2 separate regions of the Zea mays genome follow, and region 2 is linked to region 1. Evidence: chromatin contacts called from public Hi-C data. All regions are on one chromosome and are shown on one strand. The core of a region is the stretch at or near the end of the contact, and the rest is flanking DNA. Distances in the headings are between cores, read along the strand shown.

The links. A called contact is a pair of places that touch in the nucleus more often than the background predicts.
Region 2: a contact with region 1 is called in a Hi-C map of bundle sheath, with 4 times the contacts expected there. The contact joins the promoter of LOC100283201 here to the promoter of LOC100276828 in region 1. A contact is called at or near these places in 2 of 25 Hi-C or Micro-C datasets (bundle sheath and leaf).

Annotation. Positions count from the first base shown.
Region 1 is chr3:194,995,763-194,999,951 of Zm-B73-REFERENCE-NAM-5.0, forward strand. LOC100276828 reads left to right here and starts at 2,469. Exons shown (of 4, transcript NM_001150537.2): 1 at 2,469-3,386. The coding sequence starts at 2,619. It also overlaps the pseudogene LOC100501353.
Region 2 is chr3:195,397,989-195,401,827 of Zm-B73-REFERENCE-NAM-5.0, forward strand. It overlaps LOC100283201, which reads right to left and starts at 1,999. Exons shown (of 4, transcript NM_001156103.3): 1 at 1,846-1,999. The coding sequence starts at 1,868.

The sequences.
Region 1 (4,189 bases), core at 1,219-3,718:
ATCTGTTGTAGGTGTGATGACTAGAATCGATCTAGTGTATAATGTAAACATATCTGCTTTTGGCAACCATGTTACTTTTGTTATAGAGTCTGGAGAGGTAATTGACGATCTCCCAAATTAAAGCCAGATATCCAATTCATCATTATGTTGTGGTCATGGCAAAGTCGGGAGAACCATATTTCGACCAAAGCAAGCAGGTGTGACCACAGATCTTTCTCAATGATATTCTTGTACTTATTCCTAAGTCTGGTCTACTTAAAAAAATTAAATTGAATGTCCCACCACTCTATTGTATTTTTTCTATGAAATTGTACCTTACTTATGAAGATTTCCATTGATTTTAAGAATATTGTATTTGCACATGTGTATTTCATCTCAATTTCACTATTTATTGTTCAAATCATGTTTTGTAGTTAATCAATATGACTTGCATCTTGAAGATTTTATAAATAAATGCCTCACATCGTGATGATTTCTTTATATATGTCAGTACTAAAAAATTGACTTGATCCTTCAATGATCCCTTCCCTGCTTAATCATGTGCATGTGCACATATCTGAGGGAACTATCCTACAGCTCAGGCCTCGAGGGCAAACCACCTTATTCTCTTTGTGTTTATTTTTGGGGCAAGTAATTCTTATCTTTTGATCCTTACTGGTACTTCACTTTCATACTTTCTATTACATATTGAATCAGCTCTCTATTGAACAATGAACACACTCATTCACCATTTTATATGTATCTATATGTCATTAGGATAAGCTTTCTGAGGCTTATTTGTTTCTACACTTATATATATTGCACTTTTCTATACTGTTTATTTACTAAGATAAAAGTTTTGTCGTGTTTTCTTACTTGTCACTTGTTGCTGCTGCATTCAAAACAAGCTAACAAGTTAAGGCGATTAGTTTTGGTATGGGGAGTGGAAAATTGCCTATCGTTTCTGGTTTTAGCTGTCCATGCCATTCTTGATTAGAAAATGTCAGGCCACGTGCGTTGTTGCCCACCTCATTGACACCATTGAGTTCTAAAATTCACACGCACTAGGTACATGTCAATGTCTTCCATTGAAATCCCTTGATATCCGTTCGTTTCGTTTTTTCTTTGCAAATTGGAAATCATATTGATCGGTTGTAGTGGATCCATTGAACTCATCTCATACAAATTATTGATTTCTCTCCATTCATATAAATTGATTTTGAAGTCAAATCTCTAACTTTGACCATATTTATAGAAATAAATTGCTTTCTCTGCATTCATATAAATTCTCTACCAAAATATATTGTGTGAAGAATCTGACAAATAATTTTGATGTTCTAAATGTTGGTGGATTTGTCCTCTATTCATGGTCATGGCAGAGGCAGGGGTGTGAGGAGCAGATGGATTACGATGGCTGCAGTGGGGAGGAAGCATGAGGTACAGCTCGATGCAATATTTCTGTAGTTTTTGGCGTCACGAGACATGGTGTGATTTTTCCTCTCATCGAATAACATGGTGCTATTTAGCATAGAGATTCTCTGTGGGTTTCCTGTTCTCATTTGTTGGGTAAAACTGATCTAGATACACGGATGTGCCTGAGAAATCTATTACTAACTTGTTTAGCATGGTCGTTAGGAAATCTGAAACCACCCATCTTATTTTGATGTAGCCATTCTCTTGACGCTTTTCGTAATCCTACATCTACCGCTTATGTTTGTGCTTGATACATTATGGTCGTTAGGAAATCTAAAAAAGGATGAAGGTGTGTTGTAGGTACGTGGTGGGGGCAGATCGGAGGAGGCCGACCACGGGTGCGAGTAGGTGGAGCACAGTGAGAAAAGGAAGAGGCGGAGGAGGCCGGGGCGTGAGGGAGAGGTTGTGGACGCTTGACGCGTGTCGCGACGTGAATCGTGGCGGCACCGTGAAGCTCGGAGAGCACAACAAAACAGTCGTCTTTTAATAATTCTGATATACGAGTCTTCAATTGCACAAGCTAACTAATGTTCCACAGAGATATGGGGAATGATCTGCATGGTCGTCACTGCTCGAATCGTGATGCCAAGGGCAACGGTGAGGCTTTCAGCAGGCCGAATATGGTTCTCCATGCCAGATCAAGCACTCTGCTTCCTTGGTGGGGCCAACTCAATCTTTGCTAACGAGAAACTTCTCACAACCGCGAACAACGACTTTGACGTGGACCAGGCGATGTTTACATTCTGTTCACCTATATATGCCTATGCTATTTATTGACTCAATCATTGTAGCAAAAAATTATATTGCACTAGCAAATATGATGTTTTTATATTCTCTAGCAGATTTTTAAGCTATGTAAACCTACTTAACTTTTAAAAAATACACGTGAGCATAGAACGATAATTAATGCTTCTACATCTTAATGTATTTTATCATTACACGTTTACTCCGTAGCAAAACACGGGCATACACCAGTCTAGTAATAAAATAGAAAGCACTTATTAGATATTAGTTTCAATTCGTAGGATCCAAACAGGCCTTACACATCTTTCTTTAAGTCTTATAACCCAGTCTTGTGTGTGAGACACAAGGTTCATCGCGTACAAAAGTAGTCACAGACATATCTCCCCTCTGTTCCGAGAAGCAAACAGAGGCCGAAGCCAAAGATGACGAGGACTACGCAGCTCGTCGCCGCCATCGCGGTTTCCTTCCTGTCAGCGGCGGCCGCGTCCAACACCACCACGTCACTCCAAAGCCTCGTCGCCGAAGTGTCGCAGTGGCGGGAAATCCACCTGGGCGGCGGCGCGGCGGCGGCGCATGGCGTCCGGCCGAGCACCGTCGTGGCGTGGGCGCTCTCCTTCCTGGCCGCGTCCGTGTCGAGCGCCGGCGGCGTGGGCGGCGGGTCGCTGTTCCTGCCCATCCTGAACCTGGTGGCGGGGCTGAGCCTGAAGCGCGCCACTGCCTACTCGTCCTTCATGGTCACCGGCGGCGCGGCCTCGAACGTGCTCTACAACCTCGCCTGCACGGGCGGCGGCGGGAGAGGGAGGCTGATCGACTACGACATCGCGCTACTGTTCCAGCCGTGCCTGCTCCTGGGCGTGAGCATCGGGGTGGTGTGCAACGTCATGTTCCCGGAGTGGCTCATCACCCTGCTCTTCTCCCTGTTCCTCGCCTTCTGCACAGCCAAGACGTGCCGCGCGGGGGTCAAGATCTGGCGGTCCGAGAGCAGCGGGTGCGGGTCCGGGGCTAGGTCCTCGCGCGGTGGACACAGCCACAGCAAGGAGCCCCTGCTGCCCCGCGGCACCAGCGACGGCGACGCCGAGGGCGGCGGCGGAAATGGCGCGGGGTTCCCGTGGGGAGACGTGGCTCTGCTTGTCATCATCTGGCTCTGCTTCTTCGCCCTCCATGTCCTCATTGGCGATAAGCACGGGAAGGTACGTACGCATGGCTCCTCCCATCAACTCACCGCACTTCGACGTGTTCCGTCGCGCGTGAGCCTCTCGATCGGCCTGTAGTATGGCCATTCCCGGAAGTACAGACATCGAACATTGTAACAACGGGGCGCCTTTACATATGGATTGGAGGTAATTAGAAAAAAAATTAAAAAAATGACTTGTTTGAGATTTAAACACACCTAATTTAATTCAATCCACCATATGGATTAAGGATGAATCGAACAAATCTTAATTGGGAAACAGATCCATGAGAAGCACAAACATAGCAAGAAAGTAAAGTAATGTGCCTTTTCGTAACTTGGGCTTTTTTTTGCAACTTGTACATCATGCGCCTTCTTTCTCTCCATAATAATAGCGGAAACGGAAAGTAGTGTGTAGTGCCTAGCCCTGTTTGCATTTTGCTTTTCTGCTTTGAGTGGAACGTCTCGGTCATTTTTAGGCGAGATAGTAACCGGCCTTATCGTGCTGCCACCTTTTGTTTTGCCTCGTCTCGTCGGCGTCCTATCTAGATCATGCTTAGATCATCTCGTATCCTCTTCATATATTTCATATAGAGATAAAGCCAAAGTCTAGAAGATTGCCAAACTGGATTTGTCCAGCCACTAATCTAGTCTAGTGGAAGGTTCGCGTCAAATGCATGCATGTTTGTGGCAGCTAGCTAGGCCGACTTGCGCTCTGGGCCATTTCTGAATCCTTTTATCCGAGTCCTAACATCTTGTTTCTCCATGTTCACTGTACACAAACAAATTCAGACCTCTGAAAATGTTAATTGCAATCTTCCA
Region 2 (3,839 bases), core at 749-3,248, 400 kb after region 1:
TATACATGTGTTGCTAGGCTTATGTATAGGTGCAGCAGTGCATGTAATTTATATCCAAGTAATCAGGTCTTCAGGATTGCTGAACTTCCATTCTGGTGGTTAGAAAGCCTGATGATGAAGACTACCAGATCATAAATGTCCCTCAAAACCATTTATCACAATATACAGTTTTGCGACCGCTAATACCTGATTAACTAGTTAGTTAACAACTGAACTGGACAAAAAGAGACATGATATAAGCAAAGAAAACCATCTTGCCAGTGCAAATAAGGCCTGTAGTTAAAAGTGTGCTCCATTAATCAAATACTATTAGGGCTCAAGTCAACACTTAATTAGATGCTCACAAATGTTAAATTTGTTTGTACTATTCGTGTTAAAGTTCACTGTACAGCTACAGCAGGAACTGGTCAGCAACTCTATGTAAAGGAAAATATAACAAAAGTCTATATGATGGCCTTTTCATTTTGCCATATTATGGGCCATTTTTCCCGGAACGTGTTTCATACAGAGAGTTTGAGCCAATAGTTTTTATCCTCATAAAGAATCGCTTAGCTGGCTAGAGATGTGGAGAGAAAAAAGATCTGAAGCATGACTTGCACATATGAATGAGCCATTTAACGGTAAAAAGCGTTTTTTTTTTTTGGGTAGGGAACCCACATCACAAAAGGGGGGCATCCACCATGTCAAAAGAAAAGGGCGTATCCAAATGAATCACGTATTTTTTAAAAAGAAAGGCAGAGTCATTCCATTTGATTTGTTATAAAAGGTCGCAAATACATGCAATGGAGGAAACATCCAAATATCCTCACAACATTTTTGTGCTTATAGGTTAGAACATAGAAACTCTCATCTGAAGGTAAGGTTAGAATTTCCGTTTTGGTGTCAGAAAAGGGGAACAAAGCATTATATTTATATATTTTGGCTGCCACCGTCCAGGGTTTCATCTACAATGTTCACTTCCAGATCAATATGATACAGGCAAGTGGATGTGCTAAGCGGTTATTAAACTTTGAGTAGTCCAATTAGTAGCATATAAACATAACTAGCTATACATCGATGTCGATCTTTTGAAAACAGAATAGAAAAATTGACAGCTAGGCATCTTTAATAGAATAATATGACGAAGAGCATATTTGGTCTGGAAGCAAGCACCTTCTTTTCAATAATCTAACCACAGTTATGAACTTGACGGGCTAAAACAATAGTGGCACTAATTTCTTTTGCCGGCCAGTCAGCAAGGCTGGCAAAATTGGACCTCCGGTGCACAGATGTGCATATAGAAAAGCATAAGAAAGGGTGGGCACGACTAGCGCCGGAGCCCACCACTATTTGGTCCCATTAAGTAGGCATCAATTCCGTCAAGGACACAAACCCACCGTCATGATTGATCGAGACCATGTGTCCTGCATATGAAAAGAAGCACGGAGCACTACAAGTGCAGCACATCCCACCCACTCGTTTCTTCACCAACAATAGTAGAAATGGGTCGGAACGGAAGTAGGAACTGGAGGCATCCTACATCTGAGTTCCTAAAATCGACGGTTCATCTCGAGAATTCTTCCCGTAAGACTAATCTTATGTGAGTCGATCACAATCTAAACCCTAGCAATCAAGAATAACACCGTGAGCGGCACTGGACAGGTCTTAAAGGCACGGATATACAATCGGGAAGAGGAAATTAGAACCTGAAATCAGGATGTCTTTGTCTAACTTATATATACAAAAAAAGAGGGGGGGGGGGGGGGGGGGGGGGGGGGGGGGGATTTTAAGGAGCGGGCGACGGAAACCAAGGGAATAACCATGAATTCCAAAAAAAAACTAAGAAGGGGTGGTGGCGATGCTTACACAACGTAGATCTTAACCGCCATTGGAGAGGTCTCGGAACTCCTGTGACCAGACCAGAGGGAGATGCGGGAACTCCTGTGGGCGGGCTGGGGCAGAGCTGGGGTTGTTGTTGTGTGCAATGTATCGCAGCACCTGCTGGCTTGGTGGTGGTGGTGTCAGTTTCCGGTAAGTGGAGAGAGTATTTATAGGCAGGGGTGTGATTTCCGTGTATCGCAGCCGCAGCACCTGGCTTTCTCTCTTCGATTCGATTCGACGCCAAGGCTCATTCAAACGCTTCGCTTTGGCTGTTTTTCCGTGTCGACTCTCTCGGACGGTCTTTTCCTACAACTTTTTTTGTCGTAGTACATATATGAACCGGCTGGTGCGACGGTTGGACTCGAAACGCCGGATGTATCTCACGGAGACGGAGGACACGCAAGCAAAACAGACCAAAGTTCACGTCAGTGGGGTTGAGTTCTGACTGACGGTTTTAGGGGAAACGATTTCCCAGATCTCGTAAACATTGGTACAGGGTCCTCGGGGTTTAAAAATAGTTACAGCACAATTTTGACGCAGGAGCCTCGCACTACGTAACTGACAACGAGGATTTTAGTTCATAGCTATACTGTATAAATTCTAAATTAGACTGTGAAACTGAGCGCATCCGGACAGCTCTTTTTAATCTGGGCCTTGAGTAACCAATAAATCAATATATATATATATATATATATATATATATATATATATAAAAGAGATAGAAGAACAATGTGCACATGGATGAACGGCTGGCGCTGAATCATCCTTTACTCCTTTATTACACACACCTACCCCTGTTATGAATTTAAGTCAAAAAGATTTGGCACACAGTGGATGCTGTTAGCTGGCTGCCATTTCGCTGGAGGCTGGACCTGTCCTATATGTGTATGTATTGGTATGATCCCAATACGCAAGCCTCTGTTTGACGCGCATGTGGCGTGCGTGCGTGCGTATGGGACAGCAATGCATGACGACTCTGCAGGTAGTTTGATTGTCCTGTACCTCCGTCCTCCGCAGCCGCAGCTGGCTTCTTTCATTTGTACGTATAAGTCTGCAGATAGGGGAGGGAGTCCATGGCCGAGATGGTCTTCCGGGTCGTTGTCTCGTACCGTGTCCCGGACTTCCTGCGGTACGGTCTAATCTAATCCAAAGGATCGCTACCCGGTTGAATGTAATATGCAAGAAGGTGGATCCATCGATCCCAGATCCCACCGCCAGGAGGGTAAATAAATCAACATTTGATAATAGTATAATAATTGTATATGTGCAGGTAGACAGAGGAAGGGACTCTAGCCGACGATCGAGTCAATGCATGCTGCCGGTGCCAGCTTGAGAACCAGGCGCACGGCAACGGCGTCGCACCCGGTAGTTGATACCGGCGCCGTCGTCGTTGGCATGGCAGCTTCCCCAACCCCGGTTACAGTTGACCACAGAAAGGAACAGGCCTTGCAGATGAGGTAAGCACATCGCCAGCGTGACGACCCAACAAGCGGCCACCAGTTCCGCGCGTCGGTCGGGCAGAGTTGCATCTTGATCAACTAGTGGCTAACGCGCGCCTTGCGCGCGTTATTTCTAAACGTTTGTATAAATTTAAGTAAAAGAGTTTGTAGGGTGCAATATTAATAATTCTTTGTTACGGTAATAAAACACTTGTATAAATCCTAAAACTATTTCGAAACTGTTTATCATACAAAACATTGCATCCATCATTCACTTTTTAGGTAGTAGATATCATGATCTGAAGGGCAACTGTTTATGCATATACTATATCAAGTTATAAAATGATGATCTTCCGTAGTTTTATGCCATATTTAACGGGCCTTATCCAAAATAAACAAAGTTGTAGTGCTTCAGTTGCCTGTATAGTTGAGTAGCGTGGTTGAGGGGTTATGTACATATGTTTAAGATTGATAGAAAAAGATGGGACACTGCAGATAAGTGCTGAAAACGTGGTTTTCTTGTGGTCGCATGCATCATTC